Regions from separate parts of the Mus musculus genome. Here region 2 is linked to region 1. The links are chromatin contacts, called in public promoter capture Hi-C maps. All regions are on one chromosome and are shown on one strand. The core of a region is the stretch at or near the end of the contact, and the rest is flanking DNA. Distances in the headings are between cores, read along the strand shown.

Region 1 (4,371 bases), core at 1,223-3,722:
TCATCAGGCCCTGTGGGCAGCCCCTGCCTCTGATAAGCACACAGCTGCTCGGTGAGGTAATGCACAGGCTCTGGAAACGTGCGTAGAGCTGCTGTTCGTGGTGAGATACAGACATAGCCCCTAGGGAGGCCCCAGAGGAAAGAAACTGACTTCTGAGCTTTGAGGGGTTTTCTGTCTCTTCATTAGTCACCAGGGAAAGGAAGTTCGCAGATGGAGGGGCAGAAACACCTGAGGGTTAAAGCGAAAGGTGAGTGCGTATGCGTAGTCTCAGGGAAAGCGATGCTTTACAATCCTAGATAAGAGTTCCTATGCACAGAGACAACTGGAGGAGAATGCTAACGATAAGGAGCGACTTCGAGGCAGTGTGGACCCCGAGGCCTCAGCAGACTGAGCAGAGCAGAGGTGTGTGTAGAATGGCTTGTGTAGGTGAACATGTGGCTCTTGTTTCCGCCATCTCTCTTCTATTTCCGGCCTGGAAGGCTCCTGCTCTCATTGACCTTCACCTCCAGACCGCCCCCGCCCCCTTCCCTCATCATCCACAGCCCATTTCCCAGCAGAGCTGTCACAGCTGACGAAATGCAGTTCTTCATGGAGATGTGCTCTGGCAATCAGGTGAGAGGGGAGTAGAGAAGAGTAAAAAAATGAGTTGGGCCAGAGCAGCGGTGGCGCACGCCTTTGGACCAAGCATTCGAGAGGCAGAGAGAGGCGAGCGGATCTCTGAGTTCGATGCCGCCCTGCTCTACAGAGCAACAGAACAAGGAAGCTTCAGGACGGCCAGGGTTACAAAGAAAAACCCTGTCAAGAAGGGGTGGGGGTGGAGGAAGGAGTTAGGTGAAGAGAAAGATCTCGTGTGTGTTCCGGAGTTGGAGGCAAAGCAAGTTCAGCGCGCAGTGTGGAGAGAGCATCAAAGTCGGTTGTCACACTGTACCTGCCGTTTAGAAAATCTTTGGTGTTTAGATCTATGCTGAAATCTCTTTCTCCACCACCCCCATCGTCCTCCTGGTCTCCCCCCTCCTGCTCCTCCTCCTCTTCCTTCTCCTTCTCTTCACCCCCCTCTCGACACCTCCTGAAGTCATGACAGAGCTAGAGGTGGATAAGATGATTGTGAGTTCAGGACTTTAAAGAATGGTCAAATTCTGAGGACCCAGTGACTAACGCTTGTAGAAAGCATAAACATCTTTATTTTTAATACATTTGTGGCTGAGCTAGCTAGACCTCATTGGGCACATTGACGCATCATTTGTTGGTCTCTATGGTCAGGACATGCACTTGAAAACTTTACTAGATGCCAAAGTCAAGAAGCCAGGAGATGGCAGTTGCTACCCTCCACTCGACAGCACTGCCACTCAGGGAGGTAAGCTGTGGGACCCTGGACCCTGAAAACCAGCTCTGCTCTCAGACCGAGTCTGCCACTTCAGATTGGTTCTGTGTCGTAGATGCAGGACATTTCCAGAATATCTCTCCAGGAAGAGCCTTTGAAGCCTGGATCCCGTATCTGTTCAGTCTCTGATCACAACTCTTTGTCCGTACTTCCCCGGTGGCCTTTCTGACTTCTCCTCTCCGTGGCGGTCCTTTTCTTTGTATGAGTGAGTTCTCTGGTTGGCTCTGAATTTCTTACCAATCTCCCAGATCATAATGGGAGTCTTGTTTTCCTGTATTTTCTTCTTAGCCTCGTCAGCAGATGGCGGTATTGCCCCGAAGGCTGGGTTGGCATCGCTATCGCCATCGCCCGCAGACAGAGGGCTCTCAGAGGACTCCAAGTCTTTCCCAGAGACCTGGCTGTGGGAATTGATTCCAGTAAGTTTCATGTAAGCGATGGGATAGAGTCTGCAGAAAAGTCAGAATCGTTTTTTTTGGAAAATCTCAGTGTCAGGAACTCCTCCCCCAGCCCCACCCCCGGAGAACAAACTACACATCCACGAAGCGCACGCACACTGCATGTTCACCCTAAGTCCACACTGATGCTTAAAAACACTGACTACGTTCCCATTTTTGACAAGCCAAGAGCCACATAATCGTGACACCCCACCAGCCACATAATCGTGACACCCCTTTTCTCGGGTGCGGACGCCTCTACTTTTCCTTTTGCAGATCAGTCCTCTCCAAGGCGCTGCTGCTCCCCCCACACCCAGCAGACCTAACTTAGATTCTTGGGGATCAGGGTGATCCAGGCCACAGTTCCCGGTGCCATCACTGAGCGGAAGGCTGTGACAGTCTACAACCTCCCATTCCAAAGGCTTCGCCTGGGCTGACTGCTTTCTGCCCACTCTTGGTTGACCTGACGCTGCTTTTACTCAGTCATTCGTGGGGAATCCTTACTTCCACCGTCTTCAGTTATCTAAAGGACTGCATCGGGATGAGAATGGGGATACTAGAAGCTGTGCAGCCCTGGAGTCTCGGGCCCACACCACAAGGCTGTCCCTAAATTGGAAGCATACGGGACTTCCCTGGGAGAGGCCATGTTGGCGTCTCAGGCCCCGAGTTTCCCTAGCACTATCTTCTATGCTCACACCACCCTTCTCTCTCCACCCCTGCCCCCTCCCACCTCCCTTCTTTCCTTCCTTCCTTCATATGTAAGTTGAGCACACGGCTTCAAGCCCCCTAACCAAACGCTCTACTTTTTTGTTTGTTGGTTTTAATTTATATTATTCTTGGACAGTTCCATACATGACTACATTTTTATCGTTCCCACCTCCCGTTATCCTTTCTCATCCCATTCCCACCTCCCAGCCTGCTTTTTATTTTGAGATGGAGTCTCCACAAAGCTGCTTCCACTGGCCTTGAACGCACTCTGTAACCCAGCCGGGATTTGGGTTCGAGCTCCTGACCCAGCCTGCTGAGGAGTGTTTACAGGCCCGTGCTGTCATGCTCCACTTTCCAGAACTTTATCTCTTTAATCATTCGGGTTCAGACTCACGTGATCGTGAGTGCCCGTAGACTCATGGCCAGATTATCTGGCCTCCAGCTGCCTGTGCGCTGATGGTGCAAAGACCTGTCAAGCTGGGGAAGCGAGGGCTGATGGGCTGGGAAGCCGGCAGGCTTGGAGACCTCCCTCCATGTTTCCTGCTCCATGTGCTTGCTTCTGCTTTCCTCCCGTTTATTTCCCTCTCTCCTTTCCTTCCGAGGCTATGTGGTAAGTAAATGAGCAAAGACTCAAAAATGATGTCCAAACAAATCCATCCAACCTGGAATATCCTGAGGGTGAAAGGAGAGCTTTTGGTACTTATGACAGGACAAGGACTCACCACAGGACAGGTAACTAGTCTGCTTTAATGTGTTTACCCATTTTTAAAAATATTTTTTATTTATTTATTTTTTTTATATGTAAGTACACTGTAGCTGTCTTCAAACACTCCAGAAGAGAGCATCAGATTTCGTTAAGGATGGTTATAAGCCACCATGTGGTTGCTGGGATTTGAACTCAGGACCTTTAGAAGAGCAGTAGGCGCTCTTAACCACTGAGCCATCTCACCAGTCCTACCCATTTCTTAAAAAATATTTTGTAATAGTATCTTCTAGTCTCCTGTTGTAATTGTTGTCTCTGAGGCTTACTGTGTTAACTTAGGCCTAGTCCTGGAAGCTTCTAGCCTCTGTATAGTCTTATCTAGGCCTAGAATGTTTCCAACCTCTGAGACTTACTGCTGAGTGAGCTCACCCTTTCTTTTTTCTGTGGGAAGCCGTTGCAGAGTGGCAGTTGCAGAGTGGCAGTTGCAGAGTGGCAGTTGGCTACTGCTGGCCACCACACATACATAGGCAGTGAAGGTTCTTTTGCCAAGACAAGTTAACCAATCAGATGTGAGATACACCTCTCCTAGGCCTATGTAAGCAGCGCCAGTTCTGGGCTCAGGGTCTTTCGCCTCTACAATCAAGCTCTCCCAATAAACGTGTGCAGAAGGATCCTGTTGCAGCGTCGTTCTTCCTGGCCAGTCGAGCGCGCGCAAGATTTTTCTTTTTCTTTTTTTTTTTTTTCTGAACTCTATTGAACCAACTGAATTGCTCTGCTTGACCTCAAGCCAACTCTGGCAGTATGTTCTAATCTTCTGGCTTCTTCTTATTCTCTGGCTTGTTCTGTCTTCAGCTGTATCTAGCTTGTTTTCTCTTTAACCTGTTTCTGTAAAACTCCTCTCTCTCCCCCACCCCCTCTCTCTTCTCCTCCCCTCTCTCTCCCCTTTTTCTTTTCTGCACTTCTCTCTTAAGTAGGCTCTCTTTCCTGTCTGTTCTCCTGAGAGTTGGGTGTATCCTATTCTGTCAAATCTTTCTCTGATTTGTCACTTGGTCTGCTATTCAATTAGGCATCACTTTCAAACATGGGCACTGCCTTCCACAAACTAACTTTACCTTCATTGTTTAGGATTAAAGGTGTGTACTAAG
Region 2 (4,371 bases), core at 862-3,361, 320 kb before region 1:
TTAAATCACTTGTTGTTAGGAATGCACAGTCCTGAGTTTAGACACCCCCCACCCCCAATTTTTTTTTAAAGGTATATTTTAAAATGATCCCACTGGGGCTGGTGAGATGGCTCAGTGGGTAAGAGCATCCAACGGCTCAGTGGGTAAGAGCACCCAACTGCTCTTCCGAAGGTCTGGAGTTCAAATCCCAGCAACCATATGGTGGCTCACAACCATCTGTAACAAGATCTGACGCCCTCTTCTGGAGTGTCTGAAGACAACTACAGTGTACTTACATATAATAAATAAATCTTTAAAAAAATAAATAAATAAAAATATCCCACCATCTTTTCTGCTAGTACAAGAGCAGCCAGTCAGAGGGTCCAGTTAATTATTAATTACTAGAGTAAAATTTCGGTTAACCAAATTCGTTTCTCTTATCCTTGACCCTCTAGCTCTTCGGTTAGCTTTTTTGTTTTTTTCCAGGGCCTTCAGCAAGAGACAAGTGCTCCTCCACCAAGCTTTGCCCCAACATTTCCTAGATCCAGCAGCAGGTAGAAGACACCTCCTACACTGAAGACATCTGTGCTCCACGCTGATGGCAATGCTGAGGTTAGCCTGCAGTCTAGCAAATAAGTAGACAGCCCTGAAAGCAGCTTCTAAATGGAAAATTATGCCATCTGCTGGCACTAGGGGCACGCACTACAAACACACATGCTCTACACACATGCTCTAAAAACACACATCACTTACAAAGGCTATCCCCACCCGTTCATTCCTAACCCAGCACTTTTCCCACCTCCAAAATCAAAAATTGAGGGAGGCAGAGGCAGAGGCAGGCGGATTTCTGAGTTTGAGGCCAGCCTGGTCTACAAAGTGAGTTCCAGGACAGCCAGGGCTACACAGAGAAACCCTGTCTCGAAAAAACAAAAAAAAACAAACAAAAAAAAAATCAAAAATTGAACCCATAAATCAGAAAAATCAAGATGACAGACATTAACTTAAAAGCTCAGAAAAAAGGGGACACACACTTCCTAGCGCTCCACACACCCAAGCACCGCTGCACACACCCGAGCATCACTGCACACACCCGAGCATCGCTGCACACACCCGAGCATCACAACACGCACCTGAGCACCGTGGCACACACAGCCTAGCAGCCTCTTGGTTCTACCATTTACAAGCCTGAGTACTGGGCTGACTCTGTACAGACAATGAGCTTCAGACCTTGGCTCCAGATGCTAGCTATAAGAATGAATGACTTAAACTGTGTACACTTGTTTGGGGTTTGGAAGGAGCACTGAGCTCACAAACCCAGAACTGCTAAGTGACATCCATATTCCCAAAGGTTGAGAGAAATGCTAACTGCTTCTGCTGGAGAAAACGGCCATTTGGGCAAATTGCAAACTAACTGTATAACCTCACCAAAAAAATGGGGTGCTCATTCCAAGCTAGGATGTTAGGTCTCCCTGCTACTGAAGACACCACTCACTGCCCCCGAACATATTCCAAAGAGCCCAAATATTTAGGTTCTCAAATACACACAAGAGCCTTATATTGCTCCGTCCTGTGTCCCGGATCTCTATTTCAGACTAGAAGGCCAACGTATCACCGGTCAAACTCAGAGGGGTTTCCAGAAGAGTGATAAGGACACCCGCTTATGTTAATGACTACTACGGTTCATAAAGAAGCAATAACCCTTCAGCCCGTTTTTTCTACTCTTACCCTAATTTACTGGGTTCTTCGGGGACTGAATTCCTTACCAGCCTCTGTGCAGAGCATCTCAGTAGCAGACCCTTGTAAGCAAGAATAGTTCTCGGGATGAAAAACTGCAGGCATTGATGAGGCGTTCCCAGAATTCGATGCTTCCTCAGAACTAGGCAAACTGTGGGGACCAGGAAGACCCACACTCATGTCAGTGTGATGGCGAGGGAAGGGATTTCTGAAAAGGTTTTAGGCAACAACCAAAAAACTCAGTGTCTAGAAGGAAAGATCATAGAAAGAAGAGTTAAATGTCTAATGCAAAATTATCAAGAAGTCAGAAGGAAGTGAGCCGCAGCCTTCCCACAGAAAGAGCAAGACACCAACCAAATCAGCCTATCTGAAGGCCAACGGCTCAAGGCGATAGATTTAAAGGGTAGGTCCTGCTCCTCCCCCCTCAAGCCTCCTACCCTACCCACCCCCTATTCTCCCAGGCACCCAGGCGGCACCCACGCCCCACCAGCCCTGTGAATTCACAGTTAATCCCACCTGCAGGGTCCACCATGGACATTGTAATGCAAAAGAAGCTGTAAGGTGACCCAGACTGGGAGGGAGGGAAAGCTTAGGGGGCATCCTCTGATCTAAAGACATCCCCCCCCCCCAAAAAGAGGCTTTACCTCATTTCACTTTATTCATCTTTTAACCACGGCTGCACCTCCAGACCCTGGCGATCTCTAGTGGGAAGTTTCAGGTCAAGTGGGGGATCTGAGTTTCCTCTTCCATTCTTTCTACAGACATGAAAGAGTCAGACCTTGCTGCCAAAGTCTCTGTTTATACACGGCTTTCCTTTCAGCACTCAGCGTTTCTTGCTTGCTCTTCACATTGGGAAACCTGGGGAAATCTTCCCTCCAAAAGTGCGGCTTTTTAACGCAAGTCTGAAGAAAGAGCCTGTGTCCTGCTTAAGACTCGGGCTACCTTAGTAAGTTGGTCCATGCTTTGGTTTTGAGACAGGTTTTTCTCTGTTGCCTTGAGTAGCTTATACTCAGTATGTAGACCAGGCTTGTCTACCACCATGCCCAATTTAAGGAGTGTTTAAATTAATGTAGAGGCCTTCTGTTTTGTTTTGAGACAAGTTCTCACTGTAAAACCTAGGCTGGCTTCAGACTTACTGCAATCCCAAGTGCCTCAGCCGTCTAAGCAATGGAAGAAGAAATTTATCGTATTTCAAATTTGGTTTTGGTCATTTCTTTGAGATAGAGTTTCACGTACCCGAGACTGGCCTCACAGTCTATTGCTCTAGCTGGTCCCAAACTCCTGATCTTCCTATTTCCACATCCCAAGTTCAAAGTTTGCCGATCAGTCCTTGTGCTCACAGATAAGTGAGTGAAAGCACTCTAACCCAGCTTAAGTCGGCTTCTGTGTATAAGCAGAGAGGGAAGGGCCGTCCTCTCGTAACATCTCCCATGTGAAGACTCTACCACAGTGAGTATTGGTAGGAGTGGTTCTTCCTGGGTTTTATTCTACAAAAGACTAAGCTTGAATGGCTCTTTTTGGTTTGGGGTTTTTTTTGGGGGGGGCGGGGCGGAGCGCGGGGGTTGGTGGTGTTTGTTTGAGTTTTGTTATTATTCTAGGCAGGGTTTCTCTGTGTAGCCCTGGCTGTCCTGGGACTTGCTCTGTAGAACAAGCTGGCTTCCAACTCACAGAGAGCCAACTGCCTCTGCCTCCCATGTGCTGGCATTAAAGGCCTGTATGTGCCACCACTGCCGCCATGGCCACCACAGCCACCATACTACTACTGTCTCCACTGCCACCACTGTCTCCACTGCTACCACTGCACCACACCATCATTGCCACCACTGTGCCATGCCACCAATGCCACCACTGTGCCACAGCACCACTGCCACCATCGTCACCACTGTCTGCCTCTGCTGCCACCCCTGCCACCATTACCACCACTTCCCTTCTTCCACTGCCACCAATGCTACCAATACTACCACTGTCAGCACTGCCACCAAGCCACCATTGTTACCACTGCCTCTGCGGCCACCACGGCTGCCACTACCACCGTTGCTACCACTGTGCCACCATGGCTACCACTGCTGCCCCACTACCATTGCCACTAAAGCCTGCAATGCCTCCACTGCCACCACTGCCACCTCTGAGCCACACCAACCCTGCCACCAATGCCATCACTGCCACTACGACCACCACTGCCTCAACTGCTGCCACACTATCACTGTCTGTCACCACTGCCACCAAGGCCTCCACTGCTGCCAAGACCACCACGGCCACTACTGCCTCCATTGCCCAGCCTGACTGAACCTCTTTTTTTTTTTTTTTTTTTTTGAGATTTTTCTCTTTATTCTGATGAACAGTGTGATATAATTAAACCAGCCATTTCCTTTTTTGTTTGTTTGTTTGGTTGGTTGGTTGGTTGGTTTTTCGAGACAGGGTTTCTCTGTGTAGCTCTGGCTGTCCTGGAACTCACTCTGTAGACCAGGCTGGCCTTGAACTCAGAAATCTGCCTGCCTCTGCCTCCTGAGTGCTGGGATTAAAGGCGTGTGCCACCACACCCGGCTAAAGCAGCCATTTCTTGTTTCAATTAGACACTTTTAGACATAAACTAATGTGGCTGGTTGACCTCTGTCCACATCCAGCTGGAGAAACGCAGAGCGCGGCATCTTGCCCTCC

What was found. Promoter capture Hi-C pulls out the DNA fragments that hold promoters and counts their contacts.
Region 2: a promoter capture Hi-C map of embryonic stem cells shows a contact between it and region 1. The contact joins the promoter of Nanog here to the promoter of 1700063H04Rik in region 1. A contact is called at or near these places in 2 of 39 promoter capture datasets (embryonic stem cells and pre-B cells) and 1 of 115 datasets of contacts at active chromatin or transcription factors (embryonic stem cells).

What each region holds. Positions count from the first base shown.
Region 1 is chr6:122,389,480-122,393,850 of GRCm38.p6, reverse strand. It overlaps 1700063H04Rik (RIKEN cDNA 1700063H04 gene), which reads right to left and starts at 2,472. Exons shown (of 2, transcript NR_152109.1): 1 at 2,320-2,472; 2 at 1,164-1,827. RefSeq lists an enhancer at 1-1,246.
Region 2 is chr6:122,705,305-122,709,675 of GRCm38.p6, reverse strand. It overlaps Nanog (Nanog homeobox), which reads right to left and starts at 2,111. Exons shown (of 4, transcript NM_028016.3): 1 at 1,743-2,111. The coding sequence starts at 1,893. RefSeq lists promoters at 1,971-2,161, 2,077-2,303, 1,966-2,371, 2,034-2,415, 1,897-4,371, cis regulatory regions at 2,220-2,227, 2,313-2,318 and an enhancer at 2,238-2,275.